Regions from separate parts of the Sus scrofa genome. Here region 2 is linked to region 1. The links are chromatin contacts, called in public HiChIP or PLAC-seq maps. All regions are on one chromosome and are shown on one strand. Each heading gives the region's core, a stretch centred on a gene start, on an enhancer-like site or on the middle of the called end of the contact. The rest is flanking DNA. Distances are from core to core; before and after follow the strand shown.

Evidence for each region. HiChIP or PLAC-seq counts read pairs in DNA pulled down with a chosen protein or histone mark.
Region 2: an H3K27ac HiChIP or PLAC-seq map of skeletal muscle shows a contact between it and region 1. The contact joins two enhancer-like sites. A contact is called at or near these places in 1 of 47 Hi-C or Micro-C datasets (epiblast stem cells) and 1 of 2 datasets of contacts at active chromatin or transcription factors (skeletal muscle).

The regions. Positions count from the first base shown.
Region 1 is chr4:108,685,206-108,693,018 of Sscrofa11.1, reverse strand. It overlaps RAP1A (ras-related protein Rap-1A), which reads left to right. Exons shown (of 8, transcript XM_021090035.1): 3 at 1,855-1,923; 4 at 3,992-4,048; 5 at 5,050-5,190; 6 at 6,879-7,022. The coding sequence starts at 4,019. Among named protein-coding and RNA genes, the nearest start is that of FAM212B, 38 kb to the right of the region's middle. Within about 2 kb of position 3,153, at least 8 of the 83 cell types and tissues checked have an H3K27ac peak or open chromatin away from gene starts, as enhancers often do. A contact at or near this core is called in skeletal muscle, where this site is marked.
Region 2 is chr4:108,856,195-108,864,007 of Sscrofa11.1, reverse strand. TMIGD3 (transmembrane and immunoglobulin domain containing 3) reads right to left here. Exons shown (of 8, transcript NM_001243436.2): 3 at 409-516. The coding sequence starts at 448. ADORA3 (adenosine A3 receptor) reads right to left here. Exons shown (of 2, transcript NM_001243435.2): 2 at 6,239-7,345. The coding sequence ends at 6,739. Among named protein-coding and RNA genes, the nearest start is that of ADORA3, 5.8 kb to the right of the region's middle. Within about 2 kb of position 2,622, at least 7 of the 83 cell types and tissues checked have an H3K27ac peak or open chromatin away from gene starts, as enhancers often do. A contact at or near this core is called in skeletal muscle, where this site is marked.

The DNA.
Region 1 (7,813 bases), core at 1,904-4,403:
GGTTGGCTGCTGCAGCCCTGATTAGACCCCTAGCCTGGGAACTTCCGTATACCATGGTGCGGCCCTAAAAAAAAAAAGGACTCATGATATGATTTGAGTTGCCATTAATATATCTATGGTATTTAGTTCATGAGAATTACGTTACTGTTAGGAGTGTAAATTAGTACCTCCGTGGTGAATGTTTGCAAGTATCTGTTATTTTAAATGCATGGGTAACCTTCAATTCTGCAAGTTCCCTTCTGGAAGTGTATCCCATACATATGTTGAGATATACAAAATGACATGATCAGGGATATCCATTATAACATTCTTTACAGTGGCAAGAATTTGGAAACAATCTGAATGCCTACGTATTAATACGTATTTCAGGGAGAGTAGTGTAAACCATAAAAAAAGAAGGCAGTAGCTCTCTATATACTGATATGTAATGAAATCCAAGATGTGTGACTTAGAGGGAAAAAGATACCAAGCAGTGTAGAGTACCATGTGTGTTTGATAAAAAAAAAAAAAAGAAGAAGAAGAAGGGTGATGGGAGAGATGTTATAAAAGAGCAAAGACTATTTCTGCAAATGTTCAGCAAGTTTCAGATAACATATTAGTTACTTCCTTGGGAGTCCAGTTGGAAAAGCTGGTAGGTAGAGTTCTTTACCATTACATACTCTTTTTGTGCCTTTTGCATTTTGTCCTGTGTCCATGCATTACCTTTTTAAAATGATTTGACTACTTAAAAATAAAAATTCATAAGAATTAATGAGGTTGTCTGGGGAGAGCCTAGAGAGAGAATAAGGACTGAGGTCTGAGTATCCATTGCCTTGAAAGAGTAGGTAGGATTGGAGGATCCAACATAGAAAATAGATCTTGTACATGAATGTAAAGAATGTACCTTTGCTTGACTACTCAGAAATCACCTGAAGAGAAGAGAGATGCTCTGAGAATATAGAGGGAGCCGGATGTGATAAAAGCAGCTTCAGTAAAGTGATGAGGCCACAGCCATCCTGGATGGGTTGAAGAGTGAATGAGAGCTGAGGAAACGGAACCACCGTTATAGATAGTTGAAAAGCTTGCTATCTTCAGGTTAATCTATTTAGCTCAAGCTAAAATAGTGCATTTATATTCCTCTGGCTAATTGTAGTGTGGATGACCTCAGGCCACATTTTTACCCTTGCTTTTAGGCAGTGATGTGCCAGCTGTTCAGGAAATATCTCGCAACTACCTTCTGTCCTTCTTTTCATTTACGGAATGACAAAATATCTAGTCTTATAGAAATTTAAGAGATAAAAGTAGATGATCTGAAAAAGATGGGTGTATAGTGTCTTCCAATGAAAAGAACAAGGGTTTGAAATCAGGAAGGGATACTTTTGAATTTCAGCTGGCAAATCAGAAAAACTTGATTTTCCCCCACAATTAGAAAGGCTGTTTGAAGACTGTTTAAAATTTACAGTCTCTCCTTTGAGGGCATAAGATAAAAATTGCTACAGATTCATAAAGGAGTAATAAGACTTTAAATACTGATAAATTTTCACATTTTAATAAATTAGAATCCATATCCTTATATGTATCTTATTTGTATCTTCATTGTACTTTGAAACTTAATGTAGTAATTATTTTAACAGTGTAATGTCAGCAGCAGCATTGCTGACAGTTTTTAACACAACCACTTCCTTTCCTAAGTATACTCTTAATTATGAATGTATCCTTATATTGAAAAATAATGATACTTTACAATTTGCATTTTTACCAGAGTTTTCACATAATTTCATTTAATCGTTGCGATTTTGCAAGGTTAAGTAACATTTAAGAGGGGCTGATTTTTCTTTTAAGTCCTTAACTTTTGTCTGCTTTTTTTTTTTTTAGACCGTTCAATTTGTTCAGGGAATTTTTGTGGAAAAATATGACCCAACGATAGAAGATTCCTACAGAAAGGTAAAATGTGAAACGTGTATGCTCATGCTTACAAGTAGTTTCTTATGACTTTAAAACTTGATCCCTGGAATTGCTTTTTTAAAAATAGTTCTGAGAAATGACCCAATGTTCTGTATCTGTTTTTAAAAGTTTCACCAAGACGTGGTATTTTTCGTAGAATATTGCTTAGCTAAAGAGAGCTCCACATTCTCTCGCTGATTAATGTAATCAGTCCTTTAATATACCCATTTTCTTGGTGGCCTTTTTTTTTAATATAGAAAAATTGCATATAAATAGTAGGTATATTTTTGATGACTCTTTGTGTGAACTAAAATTAAGATCACTTTATACTTGAGGTTATCCAGTGACTGAAAGTTATTTTTGTTTAATTATATAATAACTTTAAAGATATTTCACCTTTAGACTATAAAAAATTAGACAGTTGGAGTCTGTGTAATAATTTAGTGTAGATACATGGCCTCATACATTTGTCTTAACCTGTAGCATGTACAACATCAAGAGTAAAACTGCAGACTATGGACTTTGCATGATAATGGTGCAAATGCAGGTTCACTGATTTTCACAAATGTACCACTTTGGTGCAGGATGCCGATGGTGGGGGAGGCTAGCGGGGAACAGGAAAATGGTATGTGGGAACTCTACTTTTTCTGCTGTTTTGCTGTGAACCTAAAACTGCTTTCTAAAAAGTAAAGTTTGTTTAAAAGGAAAAGAAATTTAAGTAGTTGGTCTTGACAAAAAAATACTGTTCTATTTAATTAGAAAACTAGCTGGAATTGTGGAGAATTTTCAAGTCTTTATTTCCCAAGTATGGTGGGGGCAGCGGTAGGGAGGGAGACAGTGTTGTAAGAAAGCCTAGTAGCCAACGATACATTAAAGAAAAAAAAAAAAAAAAAGATTAAACCTCCCTTCCAACAAATGAGAAAGAATTGCTTTGTTGGATGTTAAAATTTACCTTAAATAGTGCTATAATTTCTGTTGAATTAAATTCTTCAAGCCTACCGGAATAGCAGTTTCATTATCTGTAAATTGGAAACCAAATGGTGGTACATTGAGAAACCACAGAGTGAATTCATTATTCGTTGAACATACGCATTCACAGAGAGGGCAGATTATTATCACTTTAGTCCCGTAAACAATGGAACAGTGGAGTTTGGGACTCTACCCATCGTGCTCCTCATCAATCCCTGATGTGACACAGAAGCAGAGTTTAAAATAGTCCTTAGGTCAGTATGTCTATTTTTAGAAGACAGTGTTGCATTACTGAAATTTCCCCCAAATCAGTTGCTGGTTAAAGCATTAACTGCAAACAAAGATCTGTACCTTGAATGTCAAAGATTTTACACTTTTCTAAATCCCTTCTTTATTAAAAAATGTCCACACGGTTAATAGTTGATACTTGCTTTAGGCCAACCTTCTCTTCTGTGCAACACTGGGAAAGTAGAACCCAGTATCTAAAAGTTTGCCTTATGCACACAGTTTTTCCAAAGACGTAGAAGTCTTGAGAGCTGTAGGAGTTCAGTGTTATTCTGTGTTCCCTTTTAACTCTTAAATTAATGCTCCTGTGTGTTAAATTTGGGGCATTGTTTAGTAAAACTCTAACAGCTTGAATGTGGTAAGTTGGCAAAGTTTTCTTTACCCTCCCAGTCTTGGCTATATTTTGAACTATTTAGTACTTGTGTGCTTTGTTTTGAAGAGAATATAAATATACATACTTTATCCATTTTTCCCCTGTTAGAATTATACCTGTTGGTTATAGTTTTTCTTAAATTACAGGGTATGACCGTTGCCTTTTAATAACAACACAAATCAGTACTCAGTGTTCATAGTGGTCAGAAAATGCCTAAACTCAGCATCAGCAGTCCTGGCTTTGTAGTATTAATAGAATGTGTTTGAGACCTCCTGTTCTTTATTGTAGCACCAAGTTAGATCTCCACCGATACAGGAAACTGCTAGAGAAAGGCTTTGTAGTTGTTAATAGGTACTTTGAGCAAAGAAGTGGGAGGAAAACAGACTGACATTTTGATGTTACTTTTTCATCCCCCTCCACCCCCGCACCCTACCCCAACAGCAAGTTGAAGTAGACTGCCAACAGTGTATGCTCGAAATCCTGGATACAGCGGGAACGGTAAGCATGTTTTCTCTTTTTGTGATCGATTTTAATTTGTGAATAGGTTTTTGTCGCCTGAACGGTTCCTCTGAGTAAAAGCATTTATTCTGATTAAGAACTTGGTCTCTGTGTAGGACTTCTTAAATTTTCTTATGTGGGTGGCACTATCTATGATGTACTTAATGCTCACATATCAGTGTTAGATGTTGAGCTCATCTGCAGAATCTGTGTGTTGAATTTCTTTTCCCTGTATTGAGGTAAAAATTGTGCTATTACTGCTTTCTAAGAAAAGAAAAAAAAAGGCATTTTAAATTCAGATCACGGTCATTCATTTTTTTAAAAATTGGTTTAGTAGCACTTTTAACATCTCAAGGTTTATTAGCATTTTAACATCTCTGGTGACAGATATGTATTTCTGACCAAAAGTCTTTAGGATTATTTTGAGCCTAATTTTTCACATCCTTAAATGAGTATAATGACGTTAGTACATTATAGGGTGCTTGTAGTGATCAAATGCAATAGTGATTATAAATCACTTGGCACAAAATGCCTTTTATATGGTTTGAGTTCTCTGTATTTGCTTTTATTTTCATTGTCTTCATTTGTCACCTTTTTTATTTTTTATTTTTTTATTTTATTTTATTTTATTTTTAGGGCCTAACCTGTGGTATATGGAAGTTCCTAGGCCAGTGTCATATCAGAGCTACAAGTGCAGCCTATACCACAGCCACAGCAGTGCCAGATCTGAGCCGCATCTGAGACCTATGCTGCAGCTTGTGGTAACGCTGGACTCTTCACCCACTGAGTGAGGCCGGGGATAGAACCCGCATCCTCATGGATACTAGTTGGGCTCATTACCGCTGAGCTACAGAGGGAACTCCATGTATCATGTCTTGTGTTTCCTTCATGAAAACACATAATTAAAAATTCAGTAGCTTACGTATGATTATTCTGATTTAAATTGTTTCAGTATACATTCAAGAAGTTATATTTATATAATTGCATATTTTTTATTATAGGAGCAATTTACAGCGATGAGAGATTTGTATATGAAGAATGGCCAAGGGTTTGCACTAGTATATTCTATTACAGCTCAGTCCACGTTTAATGACTTACAGGACCTGAGGGAACAGATTTTACGGGTTAAGGACACAGAAGATGTAAGTTTTTCTCTCATGTATAGCACACCACTGTCTCTCCGTGGCCAAATAAAAAATGTCCTTTGTCTATCAGCAGAAGATTTGGAGGGTATCTTCCACGTGCCTAAAAGAGCCCTTGTGACCAAAAGCAATTTTAAGCTTTCTAAATTTACCTGCAGATTATATGCTGAGATGGTTGGAAAAGGAGGACATGTGTATAAAGTTCTTTCTCTCCTCACCACTCACATGGTGCTGTGGGGGTCACAGGTGCAGTAGAGAAGGAGGCATCCCAGAGCACGTGGTAGAGGCGGGACGCAGGTTGGGCTCAGAAAGGTGGTAGTTATGTCAGAAGAGCATGGTATGTCCTTGGTTCTAAAATTCTGTTGATACAGTTTTTGCTCACAGTTTTATCCTTTGAGTTATGGTAAAGATTTTAATGAACTGGGTTTTTATATTTTTTAATTTTATTTTAGTTGTAGAATTCCTTTTTTTTTTTTTTTTTTTTGTCTTTTCTAGGGCCGCTCCTGTGGCATATGGAGGTTCCCAGGCTAGGGGTTGAATTGGAGCTGTAGCCACCGGCCTACGCCAGAGGCACAGCAACGCGGGATCCGAGCCGCGTCTGCAACCTACACCACAGCTCACGGCAACGCCGGATCGTTAACCCACTGAGCAAGGGCGGGGACCGAACCCGCAACCTCATGGTTCCTAGTCGGATTCGTTAACCACTGCGCCACGACGGGAACTCCTAAAGTTATTTTTTAATGGTAAAACACACTGTTTTAGAATTCCTGTCTTTTTGAACAATAGCATTGTTGTGCCTTTTTGCAAAGATGACATGTATGTTTTACATGTTTGTCTCAGTTTTGTCTCTAGAGATTTCCTTTTCAAAAGTTGTATAAATTAGAATATAAAATTTCATTCGTACCTTCCTTTCTGTTTTTGTGTGTTCTTTCTCATTATTAATGGGAACATATGCACCTGCTTAGGACCTTAGCTGTGCGGAATATTGTAGGCGGGAAGGATTTGCACCATATGACTCATGCCCAACCGTAAACCTAATGAATAGTTCTCTTTCTTCCCGTGACTGATTCATCCAAGAGAGTTCTCTTTTCATAGGCAATTACATGCAAATCACTGAACCTCTGGTAATGTTCATCTCTTTATCCCATGAAATCAACTAAAGAAGACTGAGTTCTAGATGAAGACATAGCTGCTCAATGGCTTTATTTTTATTCTTGCTCTTTTTGAATCTCTCACCTAAGCTGGTCTTCAGATCTAGGCATCAGTTACAGGAGTAAAACGTACTACTGCATCAGTCTTGCCACTGCTTTTGGCAGTCATTGGTCCTGTGAGATGAGGCACTTACTTAAAACACAGGGCAGTGTGTACGTTCTTCTCTGTATTGCAGGCGCTTCCCCTTTCCTTCAGATTTTTCTAGTTGGAATTCAGCTGTTAGCATTATTCACATGAGAATTTTGGGATTATATTCGTAAAATAATTTAGCAGATCAGTGTTATGGGATCACTTCTGTATTTTTTTCTGTCTCTTCCCCCTCCACCTTCTCCCCAACACACATACATAACATTTTTTTTTAAGCACTTGCATAGTCCTAACTAACCCATTTCAGTTGGTGGCAGGTATTTGCTTACTTATAAGAGGCTGAGTAACTAGTATGTTAGTGTTCATTATGTGTTTTTTCCTTCCCACAGGTTCCAATGATTTTGGTTGGCAATAAATGTGACCTGGAAGATGAGCGAGTAGTTGGCAAAGAACAGGGTCAGAATTTAGCAAGACAGTGGTGTAACTGTGCCTTTTTAGAATCTTCTGCAAAGTCAAAGATCAACGTTAATGAGGTAATCTACAGCTGCTAGGCAGCACAAATAAGTGCCTTTTTTGTTTCCTTTAGGTTAACAACCCAAAACGTTTTTTTAAAAGAAAAAATGGTCTTCTTTTAAGCAGTCTTTATCAGTTTATGGAAAACACCAATTAATTCCCAGAAACCATATTCCTTCTCTTACATAAAATCATGTTGATGGCTCTGATGAGGACACTTATATGTACCTTATTGGCAAAGAGGAAGTTTAAGTTAAAGAATATGTTTAAAGTCCTGCTGAGCCTCCAAATGATACACCAGAAAGTGGTGTGTGAAGAGTGTTGCATCACCCTTGTATTCTAATAATTACCTATGCAGATATGTATGAATAGATTGTAAAGTCAAGTGGAGACGACCAAAATCAAAGTAGTTACTGTCGTGAACTTAACGTTGTACAGAAAGATATCACAGAATTTGTTGTTCTGAGTTCTGCTTCCCTTTGGTGTATCACTCAAAGGGAAGAAGCTGTGTGGATGGATACAGAACTGAAATTCTCTCGGTTTTTTAGGCCTCATACCACAGGCGCACGTGGCTTTTTTTTTTTTTTTTTGGTCTGTGACTTAACCACTGCACTATCTTGAGAACAGGAATACTTATAGTAAGTACGCATGCCTGCCTGGATGTAAAGGGCCAGTAGTTTCCTGGATCCCTAAAAGAGTAGTGCAGTCCCCAGCTGCCACCACCACACCCAAGCAGAAACTTCAGAGCTTACCATTGCTTTTATTAATGTTAACAAAAGCCTTTTTAAAACAAAAAATAGGAGTTCCCGTT
Region 2 (7,813 bases), core at 1,373-3,872, 170 kb before region 1:
GTAACTCCCAAAGGTCACGAGGCTAGAGGGCAGTGGAGCGGGGGCCAGCCTGGTCCTCTGAGTCTCATCTTTGGGGTCAGGCATGGACACAAAGTGGAAAGTCCCATCCTCACACATCAGCACAAACGTGTTCAAGGGGAGAAGGGGGAGGGAAGGGACCTTAAACTGAAAGGGAGAATACAGAGCCTTCATTTCAGCTGAGGGTTTCCAATTCCCCACTGCGCTTTTATGAGAGGTAAGAACAAAGAACTCATTTGGACCAGACCTAAGTTCACCTCCTTTTATTTTCCCAGCCTGGTCCTTCTGGTGAGTTGAGCTAATAAGCAGAAACTCCAAGTAGAAAAGGAGAAGGCAATGCAAGGTCGCTGGGAAGCTTGAGGCTGGAGATGTTCCCTCCCCATCTCTTACCTGAAACGACAGTCAAGGAGAGCAGAATGAAGAGCCCCATGGCTGGAAGGAAGTGAACCTTCAACTGGGATGACCAGACGGACCCAGGGGGTCTTCGGCGTTCTGGATCTGTTTAAAAGAAACAGACGTCTTGGAGCTTAAGATGGTTTCATCCTGTTTGGAGAGACCATGGGAAAGGAGGACCAACCAGTTAATCCAAGAAGTGCCACTATGTACAGGTATCTGGGTTGTGCACTGCACAAGGGTCCCTCGTCAGAGGGATGCCATACATGGACATAAGCTTACTTCTATAGTAATGTGGGGCAACTGAGAAAATTCTGGGCTTCCCAGCAGAGCCCAAACAATGGAGATCCCCCTCTTAGATAAATCCACTCTGGAACACAAGGCCTTGTCCACACGCAGAAGAGCATGTGCACACATAACCTCACCAGCACGTACTCGGCTTTGTGACTGTGCTGTCCTGCCAGTGGTCCAGGTGTCACCCGAGGCCAGGCCTCTTGTCTGTCCACAACTCTTGGAGGCCCAGTTCCTGTTCAGCTGAGAGGAAGACTAGGACGGAGATTCATAACTACCCTGCCTCCCCAGTGACCACTGCAGCCTCATCTGGGGAGTGGGTTGGGGCTGGAGCCTGCAGCTGTCAGTGGCAGATGTGCCTGGCATCTGGAGCATGTGAGCAGATGAAAGTGTGGGTGTTTGGGCACCAGCAGCCAGGCCGCAGCCTATAGACATCCTGAAGATTTTCCTGGGCAGAGCCAGATCAAGGCTCTCTGTCTATGCAGCAGAAGCTTCCCCTGATTCTTAATGGGAATCATATGACCTGGCCACTGATTTTTAAAGTTTTTTTTTTGTTTTGCTTTGATTTTTAGGGCTGTACTTGCAGCATATGGAAGTTCCCAGGCTAGAGGAGCTGCAACTGGCAGCCCACACCACAGCCACAGCAACTCCAGATCCGAACCGCATCTTCGATCTACACCGTAGCTCATGGCAATGCCAAATCCCTGACCCACTGAGGGAGGCCAGGGATTGAACCTGCATTCTCATGGATACACAGTGGAGTTGGTTTCCTCTGCAACACAAGGGGAGCTCCCTGATTTTTAAAGTTGGAATTATAGAACCACCCTCGGGTGAACTTCAGCGGAATGCTTACTCAGCACGTCCCAGAGCGACAATTATTCATCAAGGGCCAGAAGTGGGTGGCTGCCCAGGTTTTGAAGAACGTCCTTTCCTGCAGAAGAGGACCCTGTGTCTAATTCACACCAAGTCAGCATACGGGCCAGCATCACAGTTCTTGTTTCACCTGCATCATTGCAGGGACTTTGCCTCTATTGCCTCATCTCTTCCTCATGAGACCTTTATGAGGTCAACAATCAAACTACAAGGGGAGAAAAAGGAAGGGTGCAAGAATCTACAGATGAAAGGCGGCTTAAGAGACACCCTGACACGACTGCAACACGTGGAACTTTTTTGGATCCTGGCTGAAGCAAACCATTGAGAAAATTTGGACAGTGACTAGGTAGCTGATGCTAGAGGGAAATAATTGTTAGGCTTTTTCCAAGGTGACAGTGACCTTGCCATAGTCAGCCTCTGAGATGCCTCCTGGCATTCACGCCATTGTAGAGCCCCTTCCTTTGACACAGGTATTATTAGTTTCATCTTACAAATGAGAAAGATGGAGGCTCAGTTTAAGTAATGGCTAAGATTGAGTTCACACAGCTAGGGTAGCCACCAGGGGGTGGGGGGTGCTGAATCTGAAAAGAAAAAAATATTCTTTCCATCACTTGATTCTGCTTCCCCAGTAGCAACAACTGCAAAACTATGGACCCCTTTGGAGTTTACAAAGGCCTTTTACATCTGCCATGTCACCTGAGCACTTGGGGCAAGATGCAGCCTAATTTTCTTATTCCCATCATCCCATACAGTATCTAAGGGCAGGGTTTCTCTAGAAAATGTGCATTTGTTGCTTAGAAACTGAACATTCAGAGGGACCGTGGCCAGACCACATATAAAAATAGAACTCTGGCCCGCAACCAGCCCAGGAAACCAGCCCCTTATCTATAGTAACTGGCCCAGGAAGCCAGCCTGATGTAAACCAGACTTATAGGAAGTGAGACCATCATTCCCAAGAACAATCCGGTGAGCCAAACAATAGTCCTTGTAACAATTGGCCTCGAGTGGCCAGGACCTGATGAATCACTGAGCGCTTCCCTAATTTTTGTCCAATGAGGGACCAACCAGAAAAAGCCAACCCCCCTAAGCAGTCACACAAGGATGCCCCACTTCAGCCCGCCTGCAGGCCCCCCAGGCCGATGGGCTCCAGTCAGGATGGACCTGCAGCCTTTTTTCTACAACGTAGAAGGACCCCACTCCTTGGCCTGCCTTTGAGTCTCTGCCAAAAAGCAAGGGGTGGCGGCTGACTCCCGTGCTATCGTAAGCTCAGAATAAATAGCCTGTGCTTCTCTCACTTGGTTGGGCTTCACTCATTTCCACAGTTGACTTGATTAAAAAAATTGGGTAAATTGAAGTTCCCATTGCGGCACAGTGGAAACTAATCCAACTAGAAACCATGAGGTTGCAGGCTCGATCCCTGGCCTCGCTCAGGGGGTTAAGGATCCAGCATTGCTGTGAGCTGTGGTGTAGGGTGCAGATGCAGCTTGGATCCCGTGTTGCTGTGGCTGTGGTGTGGGCCAATGGCTGTAGCTCCGATTTGACCCCTAGCCTGGGAACCTCCATATGCTGTGGGTGCAGCCCTGAAAAGCAAAAAAGCAAAATAAAATAAAATAAAAAATAAATTGAGTAAATCAGCCCAGAGACTTAACATCAACCTTTGTTCTAGCGAATTCGTATGGAGGAGGAGGGAGCCAACCTCGGTTTGGTCTGGGTGGTCTTTTCACCGTGTTCCTTTTAAAATGAAAGCCCAGCAGCCGCTCATGCTGATGTTTAGCTGGAGGGAGCTGGGCAGGAGGCAGACTTGGCAAAACTCCTGGGACACTAATCTCTAAACTTGAAACCAGAGTGGGTCTCGCTGCTTCTGGTCCAGCTCCTTACCAGTGAGTTTTGGTTCATCTTTTTTTTTTTTTTTTTTTTTTTTTTTTTAGGGCCACACTCACAGCACATGGAAGTTCCCAGGCTAGGGATGGAATTGGAGCTGTAGCCACCAACCTACGCCACAGCCACAGCAATGTCAGATTCGAGCTGCCTCTGCAACCTACACCACCGCTCACAGCAACGCTGGATCCTTAACCCACTGAGCGAGGCCAGGGATCAAACCTGTGTCCTCATGGATATTAGTCAGGTTCTTAACCCACCGAGCCACAATGGAAACTCCGGTTCATCTTTTTTGAGCTCACACCAAAAGCCATTTCACCGTAAGGGCCTCTTCTGGGCTGGCAGAGCCCCTTCACTCAAGAGGTTCCCATGGAAAGAAAAGAGGGAGAAGAGAGAAGAGGAGGAAGAGAAGGGGGGGGATGTTTTTCTGAAACTCAGGAAATACAGCTTGTCTGAGGACACCGCATGATCTGGGATGGACTGCTGTTCTCTTTGGGGGGGAAGCAGACACTTCAACTCAAGTTTCCAAAAAGGGCAAAGTTCCAAGTGCTGCTACAGCCTGAGAACCAGCCAGCCCTGCCCTCGAGTCTCCCCACGGGGCAAAGGCGAGTCCTGGGCAGAACAGTGTGCCAGGGACACCCGGTGCCCCAGTGTAAACCCAGGGCCTGGTCCTGAGGGGCATTTTAACTAAACACAAAAATTAATTCAGGGCGAAAAGCCTTAAATCAAACAAGAGGGTACCGTTAAGAAAAAAAATTGGAGGCGGGGAAGGTTTGTTTTTTTGAAAGCAAAAACTACCCCAAAATGTTGACAGGGAGCTTATCAGGACAAAAGTACCCTCCCATGTCCAGGAACCCCCAGAAATGGTGGGGTGCACCCTGCTCCTCTGCCCGGAACAGAGGACTGGGAATGGCACCAGGCCATGGCTATTGGGGTGCCCAACTCCGCCTGGTACTAGCACAAAAGTGCATGTGGGCTTTTAAACATCCCAGATAGAGTTGATCCTTCCTGGGCCGACAAGGCGCGACACAGGACACTTCCCTGCAGTGAAATGTTAACAAGATAAACATGGTTATCAGACTCTGGCCTAAGATCAGCGGTAGGATAAACTTGCAGGATATTGGCTAAGAATTCATTGAGAGAGAGAAAAAAAAAATGTTTTCCGTACACTTATCCTCTTTGATGTGGTTTAACTGAAATCTCCATCCTGCTGCTCTTCATCAAGTTAATACATTTATTGTTGGGGGTGACGGGCCACAGCTGCCGATTTGAAGAGCCCCCTCCGAGGTGCCACCTCGAATCTCCAGAGCCACACTCAGTACCCGAATGAAGTGACCAGAACTCTGTTGCTGTCTGATGTCCTGATTAATGAGAGATCAGCAATCGTAGCTAAGGCCAAAACCCCAGCAGTCTGTGACTATACAAACCAGAGTTTGTACCCAGGTGTCTGTTCATTGTACCTAAGCTGAACTTAAGAGTTTGGACTTTGTAGAAGTTACAGGTCCCTCTGCATGTCTACGGAGAGTAGCAAGAAGCTTGGGCTCTCTCACAAGGCAGGGCTGTGTTTATTTATTTATTTATTTTGTCTTTTTAAGGCCACACACGTGGCACATGGTGGTTCCCAGGCTAGGGCAACGTCAGATCCTTAACCCACTGAGCGAGGCCAGGGATCAAACCTGCAACCTCACGGTTCCTAGTCGGATTCATTAACCACTGAGCCACGACGGGAACTCCAGGGCTGCATTTAAATCCTGGCTCTCCTACTTGTTAACTGTGTGATCGTGGACAAGTTACTTAACCTCTCTGTGCCTCAGTTTTTTTCTTCTGCAAAATAGCGCTGATAATAATGGTGGGACCTCAAAGACTGTGAGGGCCAAAAGAGATAATGCACGCCCCGGGGGAGGGATAAATTAGGGGTTTGGGATTAAAATACACAGACTACCATATATAAAATAGATAACCAACAAAGATCTAGCGTATAGCACAGGGAACTGTACTTAACATCTCATAGTAACCTATAAGGGAAAAGAATCTGAAAAAGAACAGATTTGTGTGTGTGTGTGGGTGTGGGTGTGGGTGTGTATAACTGATTCACTGTGCTGTGCATGTGAAACTAATAGAACGTTGTAAATCAACTGTACTTCAATTTTTTTTTTTTTGTCTTTTTGCCATTTCTTGGGCCGCTCCCACGGCATATGGAGGTTCCCAGGCTAGGGGTCCAATCAGAGCTGCGGCCGCCAGCCTACACCAGAGCCACAGCAACGCAGGATCCGAGCCGTGTCTGTGACCTACACCACAGCTCACGGCAATGCCGGATCGTTAACCCACTGAGCAAGGGCAGGGATCGAACCCGCAACCTCATGATTCCTAGTCGGATTCGTTAACCACTGCGCCACGATGGGAACTCCTCAATTTTTAAAAAAGAAAAAAAAAGAGATAATGTATACAAAATGGTTAGTACATAGAAAGTGCTCAACAAATGATGGTTACCCAGTGTCTCTTTTTGCCGTGCTTCCACTAATCCTATTAAAATAAAACACCAGGACGCTCCTGCTATGGCGCAATGGGATAAGCAGTGTCTCTTCTCTAACACCTGATGAACTGTTCATAAAGCTGACAAATGCTCTCATCAGCCCTGGAAAAAAGGAGTCGGGTGTTGGGGGGCCGGGGTGAAGGTCCTAGAATTTACACAGATGAACAAGTCACATGACATCAGGTAGCAAGCAGCCTGAGTGCCAGGAGCAGCCAGCTGGGTCTGACCCTCAGCAAAGAGCTACACACTAGGTAGTTATCCTCTTTTATTTACTCAAATACACTGACAAGTGAGTTCAGCAATTTAAGTCCCCCTTAAACTCAGTTCATTCCTTGCATTCCCACCATCTTGCAGGCATCTGCCAAGAGCAGGGTTGTCCTCCTAGTTCCACGGTGGAGTAGAACTGGGTCAGCATCGGGTATGTATCCAGCCTGATTGGGCGCCTTTGGTCAGGATGTCAGTGGAGGCATCCTTCAAACTCCATCACTTCTGTTTGGGAGGGAGGGGCACAGGCAGCCGTAGCAGTAGAACACTGTCCTCAAGTCAGATATCCAGAACATCGAAAAGAAGGACGAGAAAGAAAATGAATTAGATCGTAGGGAAGGTGCAATTGGAGGCAGCCAGCCAAACGCTTCCCACCTGAGTGGAAGGCAGCAAAGACATGTGAGCCGTTGGCCCAGGTGGACAGACCCTCAAGTGTTTGTTGTTGTCGAATCCCAAGGTCAATGGGATGGACGGTCCTCTTTCATGAACTATTCAGAAGGCTTCTTAGTGCTTGGGTCCAAGGAATTAGAGGGCTGGCAAATCACACAGGCCTTGAGAATCAAAATGTAGGTTTCCTTGAACTTCTTTATTTTATAAGCATAGACGATAGGGTTCATCATGGAGTTAGCATGGGACAGCAGGATGCCCAAGTACAGCACAACTTCTGGCACTTCACCTTTAAAGTAGATGATACAGTTGATGATAGATAAAGGCAGCCAGGACAAGGCAAATAAGAAAAGAACCAGAAACAGAGACTTGGCTGTCTTGAACTCCCGTCCATAAAATGCACCTGTCTCTTTGGAGCCAGAGAAGTTATGATTGAGTTTGTGCCGGATGACATAGAAGATGTCAAGGTAGATGGCGCACATGACAACCAGGGGAATGAAAATCCAAGTGAAGAAGCTGAAGTAGACCATGTAGTCCATCCTCATGACGGAACGGAACTGGCAGGAAAGGAAGGTGAGGTTCCGGTGGTACTCTGAGGTCAGTTTCACGTTCCAGCCGAACATGGGGGTCAGGCCCACCAGGAATGACACCAGCCAGCAAAGGCCCAGAGCCAACCATATTCTTCGTTGAGTGGTGACCCTCCTGTATCTGTTGGAATGGAAGAGAGTCCGTGAGTTCCCAGCAGGAATGGCTAAAGGGTGGGGGCAGCTGGAGCTGGAGAGGGTTGGCCTTCTATGGTGATTTCAGCCAAACTCTACTGGATATGAAGACACAGTGAGCTGATGCGGACTGAGAAAAATCCAGCAAGTGTCTCTGGGAACTTTGCTAAGAAAGTACAACCTCCAGTGGACCTGGAGTTGCCTAGAGTTGGGGCTTGCAGGCCCCACTCCCAGTTCTATTTCTAGCTCAAGAATTCTTCAGTCCTTGGGGGGTGAGAGGTAGTGCAGTCTCCTGGGATGGCCTACCGGGGAGAAATCAGCTCCTCAAAGCACGTTGGCCTGCTGTGCACTGCTTGCCTGCTTGCTTCGCTTGACTGCTGTGCCGCTCTCCATAAATCAGACACTGCCCCTGCCCTCCTCCCCTCTCTATCTGTGTCTGCCCCTGCTTCTCTATTTG